Linked DNA regions of Sus scrofa: region 1 is linked to region 2. Evidence: chromatin contacts called from public Hi-C data. All regions are on one chromosome and are shown on one strand. Each heading gives the region's core, a stretch centred on a gene start, on an enhancer-like site or on the middle of the called end of the contact. The rest is flanking DNA. Distances are from core to core; before and after follow the strand shown. Region 1 has its middle 89 kb from the start of MIR30A. Region 2 has its middle 81 kb from the start of OGFRL1.

What was found. Hi-C and Micro-C count contacts between places; a contact is called where the count stands out from the background.
Region 1: a Hi-C map of alveolar macrophages shows a contact between it and region 2, with 2.6 times the contacts expected there. The contact joins two enhancer-like sites. A contact is called at or near these places in 1 of 5 promoter capture datasets (liver), 14 of 47 Hi-C or Micro-C datasets (alveolar macrophages, embryonic fibroblasts, fetal heart ventricle and 6 more) and 1 of 2 datasets of contacts at active chromatin or transcription factors (alveolar macrophages).

The regions. Positions count from the first base shown.
Region 1 is chr1:51,499,645-51,503,271 of Sscrofa11.1, forward strand. No RefSeq gene overlaps it. Among named protein-coding and RNA genes, the nearest start is that of MIR30A, 89 kb to the left of the region's middle. Within about 2 kb of position 1,942, at least 6 of the 83 cell types and tissues checked have an H3K27ac peak or open chromatin away from gene starts, as enhancers often do. A contact at or near this core is called in alveolar macrophages, where this site is marked.
Region 2 is chr1:51,230,628-51,234,038 of Sscrofa11.1, forward strand. No RefSeq gene overlaps it. Among named protein-coding and RNA genes, the nearest start is that of OGFRL1, 81 kb to the right of the region's middle. Within about 2 kb of position 1,439, at least 7 of the 83 cell types and tissues checked have an H3K27ac peak or open chromatin away from gene starts, as enhancers often do. A contact at or near this core is called in alveolar macrophages, where this site is marked.

The sequences.
Region 1 (3,627 bases), core at 692-3,191, 270 kb after region 2:
TCATTATTAACAATTAGTTAACTTTTAACATACCACACCTGGTTTTACAGACTTGGTTAGAGTGCCTGGAAGCTGCTAGCTGATACTCCGAGATCCTGCAGGAAATCATGACTTTAGAGAAGTTTCTTTTTTCTCTAGAGAGTCAGGATTCATTATATTTTAATAATTTGTCTTTTTGAAGATACCTGGTTGTAATTTTTTCCTTAGTGAAAATAAGCAAGTGGGACAGAAATAAATCCTCAGTGTTCATCAATGAAAGAATAGTTACATAAATTATTTTTTATCTGTGTTATGTTAACTCATGCAACTACTGAAATGAAAAATAGAAAGATAAGGTTGACAGTATGGAAGATCTGCATGAAATAATGGTATGAGAAAGAGCAGAGCATGGTGTTTTCTCTACTTTAAAGGGTTAAAATCCCAGGCATAGCCCTTGAGTAGGGACTTCAGTAGTGTAGTTGTTTTGAATCAGGTCGATCGATGTATATTCTTCATTTTTGGGGGGATGGACTGACAAAGGGTGGGGAGTGCTGTTGGGGATTCTATTTCCACAAGAACTTGAATTGTTTTTCCAGAACATAAGGAACTCACAGTTGGTCACAGTCCCTGAGCCTTGGGATAAATAAGGAGGGAGGGGGTGAGGAGGATACAAGGGCCATGTGTACATAAGCTTTGTGTAGAGACACTGACTAAAGTTTGGGAAAGGGGTGGGGATGGGAGATGGGAGGGCAAGTGTGCTGGTGACAGTGATGTCCATTTCAAGTACAATATTTAACTACCTTTTGGTATTTTCTTGAAACAGCCTCTATAGCCTCTTCCCCCATTCCCAAGCTCTTGTGCCAAATTTGGAGTGAAATTGAAAATTAAAATGAAATCAGAGAATGAGCTGAACCATGTGTGTGTGTGTGTGTGTGTGTGTGTGTGTGTGTGTGTGTGTGATATAAAGAAGCAAAAACTTCTGTTCTGTGTTGGGAGTTTTAATAATGTCAGGAGGCAGGCCATTTTTTCCTATTCAGAACATTCATGGTTTGTATAGAAGTGAGGCCAGGATCACACCTATCCCAGGGTCTCCAGCTTTGGTTGGCATGAATGGAATTAGACAGCAGAGAGAGAGGGGGGAGTGTAAAGATCATTTGGTAGCACATCGGTTCTGAAGGAAATGGGAGAAGGCTCATCTCTCCACTTCATCTTCAGTGTGTTATTCTCTCCACTTGGTCAGGGGAAACATGAGTCATATAACCACATAAAATATGCGTAGAGAAGATGCTGAATAGACTTTCCTCAAAGTCTTGGAAACAAGGAGAAGACATGGAAGTTGGAGATTGTGTATTCCATGCATGAAAACCTTGGGATCTAGAGTGAGAGTGCCTGAGGGTGAATTCTGGTTGTGTTGCCTCCTGGTACATAATGTTTAATAGATTCCATAAACTTTGTGCTTTAATTTCTTCACCTGTGAACTGTAGTGGCTGTGAGTATTAAAAGAGCTTATATGTAGAAGAGGATCAGAGCAGAATCTGGCATATAGTTTTGAGCTCTGAGGATGGTGATGGTGATGTGATGATGATGATGAGGGCTCAATGCTGAGTAAAATGAAGTCAGCTCGCAATATGCATTTTAAAGAAGATGCTTCACAATTGGATCTTAGTATCTCTAGACTTTGCTTAGAGTTGGCAGACCTGGTCTTATCAGCTCCAGCCACCACCTCAAAACTTTTTCTTCTCTCATGAACATATTAGATATTAGGCTAGGGTAATTCAGGGTGCTGTGACAGAATGCAGAACAATCATGACAGAATAGTGCTTTTTTCCTTGCACACATGAAATCTCTGTGTGCAGAAGGTCAGAAGGTGGCTTTCCTCCTCCTTGCATGCTGTATATTGACCATCTCCCAGGGCACACCAGCTCTGTACATCTAACTGACAGAATGAGGAAGAGAAAGCAGGAAGCCAGCCCGCTTCGAAAAAGACTAGACCTGGAGATGACACGTGACCCCTGTTGTCTTTCCACTGGTGAGACTGGTGAGACGAAGTCACCTCATCCCACCTATGTTCCAGAGGGGCAGGAAACAAAGTCTTCGTTGACCGGGTCTTAGTCTCCCAGAGATGTTGGAAGGGGAGCATGCATTTTCATAGACAGCTAGCTCTCCCTTCCAGATGAGCAGAGGGATGGAGGTTGAATTGCAAGATGGGGAGCCCAAGCCCTGAGCATCTCTTTCTAGACTCAATGTTTATTGAGCTGCAGAGCTGGAGAGCTGCCCTGGTGTGACCCCTGGGACAAAGGTGAGGATATCTTAGGAGATGTTGATGTGTGTCCCCTAGAGTTAGTGGCCAGAGATGAGCGTGAAGACTCAAGGCTATTTCTACCTGGTGGTTTCATCAGAAAGAAGCCTCACCAGAGCAGCTGAATCATGCACCATGTGGCAACCCTGGCGGTGAGTACATGGACATAAAATAGAGACAAGCTCTTGACCCATCAGAGGACTCACATAAGGACCCTGGAGCCCTGCAAGGAGGTGCATCAAGTTAAAGAAGATGTGCTGCTAGACTGGCAAGAGGATGCCCTGTTCAGAGCATCCTGGTGGAGCCAAAGGGGAGATGTGGTTGACCCTTTCTGAAGGGATCCTCAGTAAAGGAAGGGGTCAAGGTGAAGCTGAAAAGTCACACACAACCTCTGTTTAGAGACCCCATACTTGTGGGAACCCAGAGGAGTTGATTTTAGGGTTATCTTCTCCCATCAACAGGGAACCAGCTATGTCAGACCTCTATTACTTTTCTATTTCTTCTTCCTATGTGACAGCTCATAGGAAGAGGGATAGGAGGAGGAAAAGAAGGGACCATGCCTCTTAGGAACAGGTCTCATAGGCTAAAGATCAAGCTGGAAGGGCAGGGACAATATGAGAGCAGAATTTAACATGGTAAGAATTATTGAATTATGCTGTTCTTTTTTTTTCTTTCTTTCTTTTTAGGCTGTACCTGAGGCATATGGAAGTTCCCAGGCTAGGGGTCAACTGGGAGCTTCAGCTGCTGGCCCATGCCATAGCCACAGCAACACCAGATCCAAACTACATCTTTGACCTATGCTGTAGCCTGTGGCAGCACCGGATCCTTAATCCACTGAGCAAGGCCAGGGATTGACCCACATCTTCAGGACACTATGTTGGGTTCTTTACCTGCTGAGCCACAGCAGGACCTCCGAATTTTGCTCTTTTATTAAATGAATGGGTCAGGAAGCTACAGGACTGAAAAAGAAAATCCCAAAGCTTATGGTTAAATACACTTATGGGGATAAACAACAAACCAACTCTTCCCCCATGTGTCATGTTATCCCTCTCAAGACCAGCCTGTTTGGTGAACTGGTTTCCTAAACACATAGGTGTAAAGGCTGCAGGTGGAGTAGAAGACACTACTTTCCTTTTCACATACAGGGCTCATCAATTGGCTCATATCTGCCAACATGTGTTTGCCATGGGAAGGAAGTGAACTGTGTCTATTAAGCTTTGTGATTTTCAGAATCTGAATGGTCTTGCCATGGATTAAAGAGGAGAGGAGGGAGAGAGAGGGAAGGAGCTAGTGTCCTAAGGCACTAAGAGCCTTGGGGCTAGTATGACTGGCAGAGAACCACTCACTGA
Region 2 (3,411 bases), core at 189-2,688:
CCCAGGAGACCTGGTTGCATTAGAATCTTGTGTATACATTGCAGTGAGTTTAATTCGTGCAAAATAAACTTAATAATTTGTTGACTTTTGTCTTATTTCTAGACTCACTCCTTTGCATTGTATTTGAAAAAGCATTTACTTAAATGCTGCAGGAGTTATGAAGGCAAGCATTGAAACTCAAGCTTTACACACTGACTCCACAAAATTACGAGCTCTGGTGGAGATGAGGTGTAAAGGCGAAGGCAATTAACACTATTTGTTTTAAGATGTTTTCATTGAGAGCTTGTATTTTTTTAAAAAAGCATTACATCAGCTGTGTGTTTGTCCTTTTTTTCACTGTCAAAGCAAACTAAGATTCTAGGCTCAATGCACACAAGAGCTGAGATGTAGCCTGGAACACTTGCACTCTATGGATGAGGACACTGAGGGCTACGTGATGTGTTCAAGGCCACAGCAGAGCCTGGAATCAGGAAAGAACCTGGATCCTGTCGCCCGTTTGCCAGCTGCCTCCCCACCTTCCCCACCTCTCTGATGCCACTGAAGTCTCACTGCTGGTAACCAGGTGAGCACACTTTGAGGCATTAGAGGATTTCAGAATTGGAAGGGCCTCTGAGAATGAGAGTGTCATCCTCAGCCCTGGAAAGCTCTGGGGCTCACTTGAGGTTGGGATAAGGGTGTCAGCTTCCCTGACTGGATCCTGCCTGGACCACCTGTATTTCTGGTGGTCTGGTGGATGTAATTCAGAGACTTCCTCCTGTCACAGTGACCGCCACAGGGCCTGTCTTCTCTAGGACTCATGTGCTTCATGCTTTCTCTCACTCCACCTCTCTGCTCATGGTGGTGTCCAAGTGGTCCACAGGGTTCTTCTGGCCCACACACTTTGGTGATTCTGGGTACAGTCTATGGCTGAATTCCCTAGATTCCTTCCATAACCCTTTTGCTGCATTTTTCTTTCAAATAACCCATGGCATTTCAGCCTCAGCCCCTTTGCAAAGCTGTTCCTTTTTCCTGGAACCTTCTTTTGCCTCATCTTAGTGATTTGATGATGCCTCCTCTGGAATGTGAGTGCCAAGGGAGCAAAGGCCTGTTTGATCTTTGTCTGGAACAGTACTTGGCACATAGTAGGCACTCATCAATTATTTGCTAAACAATGGAACCTAGGTTCTCATCATTTGGAGCCTTAATCAAGTATAACTGGGATCCGGATCCTTACCTGTGGGCTTAATCCCATCTTAAACTCTGCTCAGGTCTCACCCAGACAGAAGAGTCATTAGGGCTTTTGCCAGGAAAAGGTATAACTTGACATAAAGTTAATTTTGCTGCTACTCAGGCTCTGTCCCTGGGTCTTAGCTCTGGACTCCTGTACTCTGATGATGGACCTAGTGCCCTTGTCCACCAGGTGGCAGCTTGGTGTAACTTTATGCTAAAAAGGTCATGGCACCTCTGGATGTCAAGCTCTGCTTGGCAGGCTGACCTTTCTTCTGGTGGCTATTACTGACTCTGTCCCCACAGTGCCTACTATCCTGGGAGTGAGTGACTCCAGGTCCCCACCCCTCCTTGTCCTGCTCTGATTAAATTAATCACCTCATGACCCATGTCCTGCTCTGTATGGGGGTCACTCTCTGGGTACCTTGGCACATCAGTGTCTGCTCAGATGTTGTCTTGCCCTGTCTAGGGTTCTCTCCTTAAATTCTAGTTTGCTCTCTGACATGTGTCCTGGAGGGTGGACTTGCTTATTTAGTGGTGTTGCCACCTTAGGGTTCTTCTCTTGGTGCTCTGACTGTTGGGGGTCACCCTTGCCATGTGGAGTTGGATTGGCAAAGCCAACCACCAGCTTGGGTGGCCTCTACAGTGTTTCATCATAAACTCCACTGGCCACATTGGTCTTTCTCCCTAAACTGTATCCCCTTCCCAATCACCTTCAAGTCCAACACCCTTATCTAGGGTGGTGATTAAGAGCCAGAGGGCTTGGACACAAGGTGTGTGACTTAAGCAAGTTACTTAACCCCAAGCTTCCATTTCCTCACCTGTGAAATGGGAGAGAAATGCAGGCAGACACAATACTTTGTCTTGGATGGTCATGATGAGGACTGAGTTAGAAAGGAATGCAGCAGGTGAGTTCCATACCTGGAGTTATCACCTCCTCCTCCACCTACCTCAGCCCTCCAAACTGCTCTATCCTGTGAGTTCCCATGACATTGATTCTCCAAACCACACATTTTGGGTGTAAAGGTCTGATACTACCTGTAATTTACATTTTTTTTAGACCTATGTCTTACATCTTCAGTTATACTGTTAGTTCTTTTAGGTACCACCTTGTATGTTCCAAAGTTAGCACAGTGCTCTGCATATACCAGACACACAATAAATGTTTATTTTTATTGCTGCTATGCATACCGACCTCATTTATTCTAAAAAGTCAAACATGACCAGCCCACAAACATTGATGAGCTTGATTACCCCAGAGTGCAATTTCCTTGTTGATTGTACATTGGCAAGAACACATGCCAAGGCCGACAAAACACTTATCAGCCATCTCAGGGATTATGCAGGTGGCAGCTGCCGGAGACGATGTTCCTTCTTAATAAGAGAAATTGCGGTGGTCATAGTGAAAAACTGCTTTCTGGTTAGCTCAGGAAAAAAGATGGCATCTAGGACAGGTAGTTGGAGGCTAAGAGACTCACTCATGATATTTCTGAATCCTGCCTCATGTGTAATGACAGGATCTCTTCCTCACTAGACTGTTTCAGATTTGGTCATTTAACTGATCATTTCCCTGAAACCATACACTTTGACTTTACCTCCTGTTGACCAGTAACAGAATGAAATTTGCTATGTCATCAGTAAATTCAATAATGTCACATCACTTTCTTAGAGAAAGGAATTTAGCACAATTAACAACTTGACACATGGGAATGGTTTTTTAAAAAAAAGCTTACTTGGTGAGTTCCCATCGTGGCTCAGCAGAAAATAATCCCACTAGTACCCATGAGGCTTTGGGTTTGATCCCTGGCCTTGCTTAGTGGGTCTGGGATCCGGCATTGCTGTGATGTAGGTCACAGATGTGGCTCAGATCCTATGTTGCTGTGGCTGTGGTATAGGCTGGCAGCTGTAGCTCTGATTCTACCCCTAGCCTGGGAACTTCCATATGCCGAGGGTGCAGCCCTAAAAAGCAAAGCAAAACAAAACAAAACAAAAACAAAAACAAACAAAAAATCCTACTTGGGTTCTGAGTTGAAAAGCAAGTGGTATTTGTGTTCTGACACTATAACATATTTGGAAGGGAATGACAGTAAGAGAGGGGTCAAAGTGGAGTTCTTATGGGATATCTCAGGATTCAGATCAGAGGCTCCCAGCAGAGACTGTGAGTGAGGATGTGGCATGGAGGAAGGAGAGCTGGGTTACAGCTCT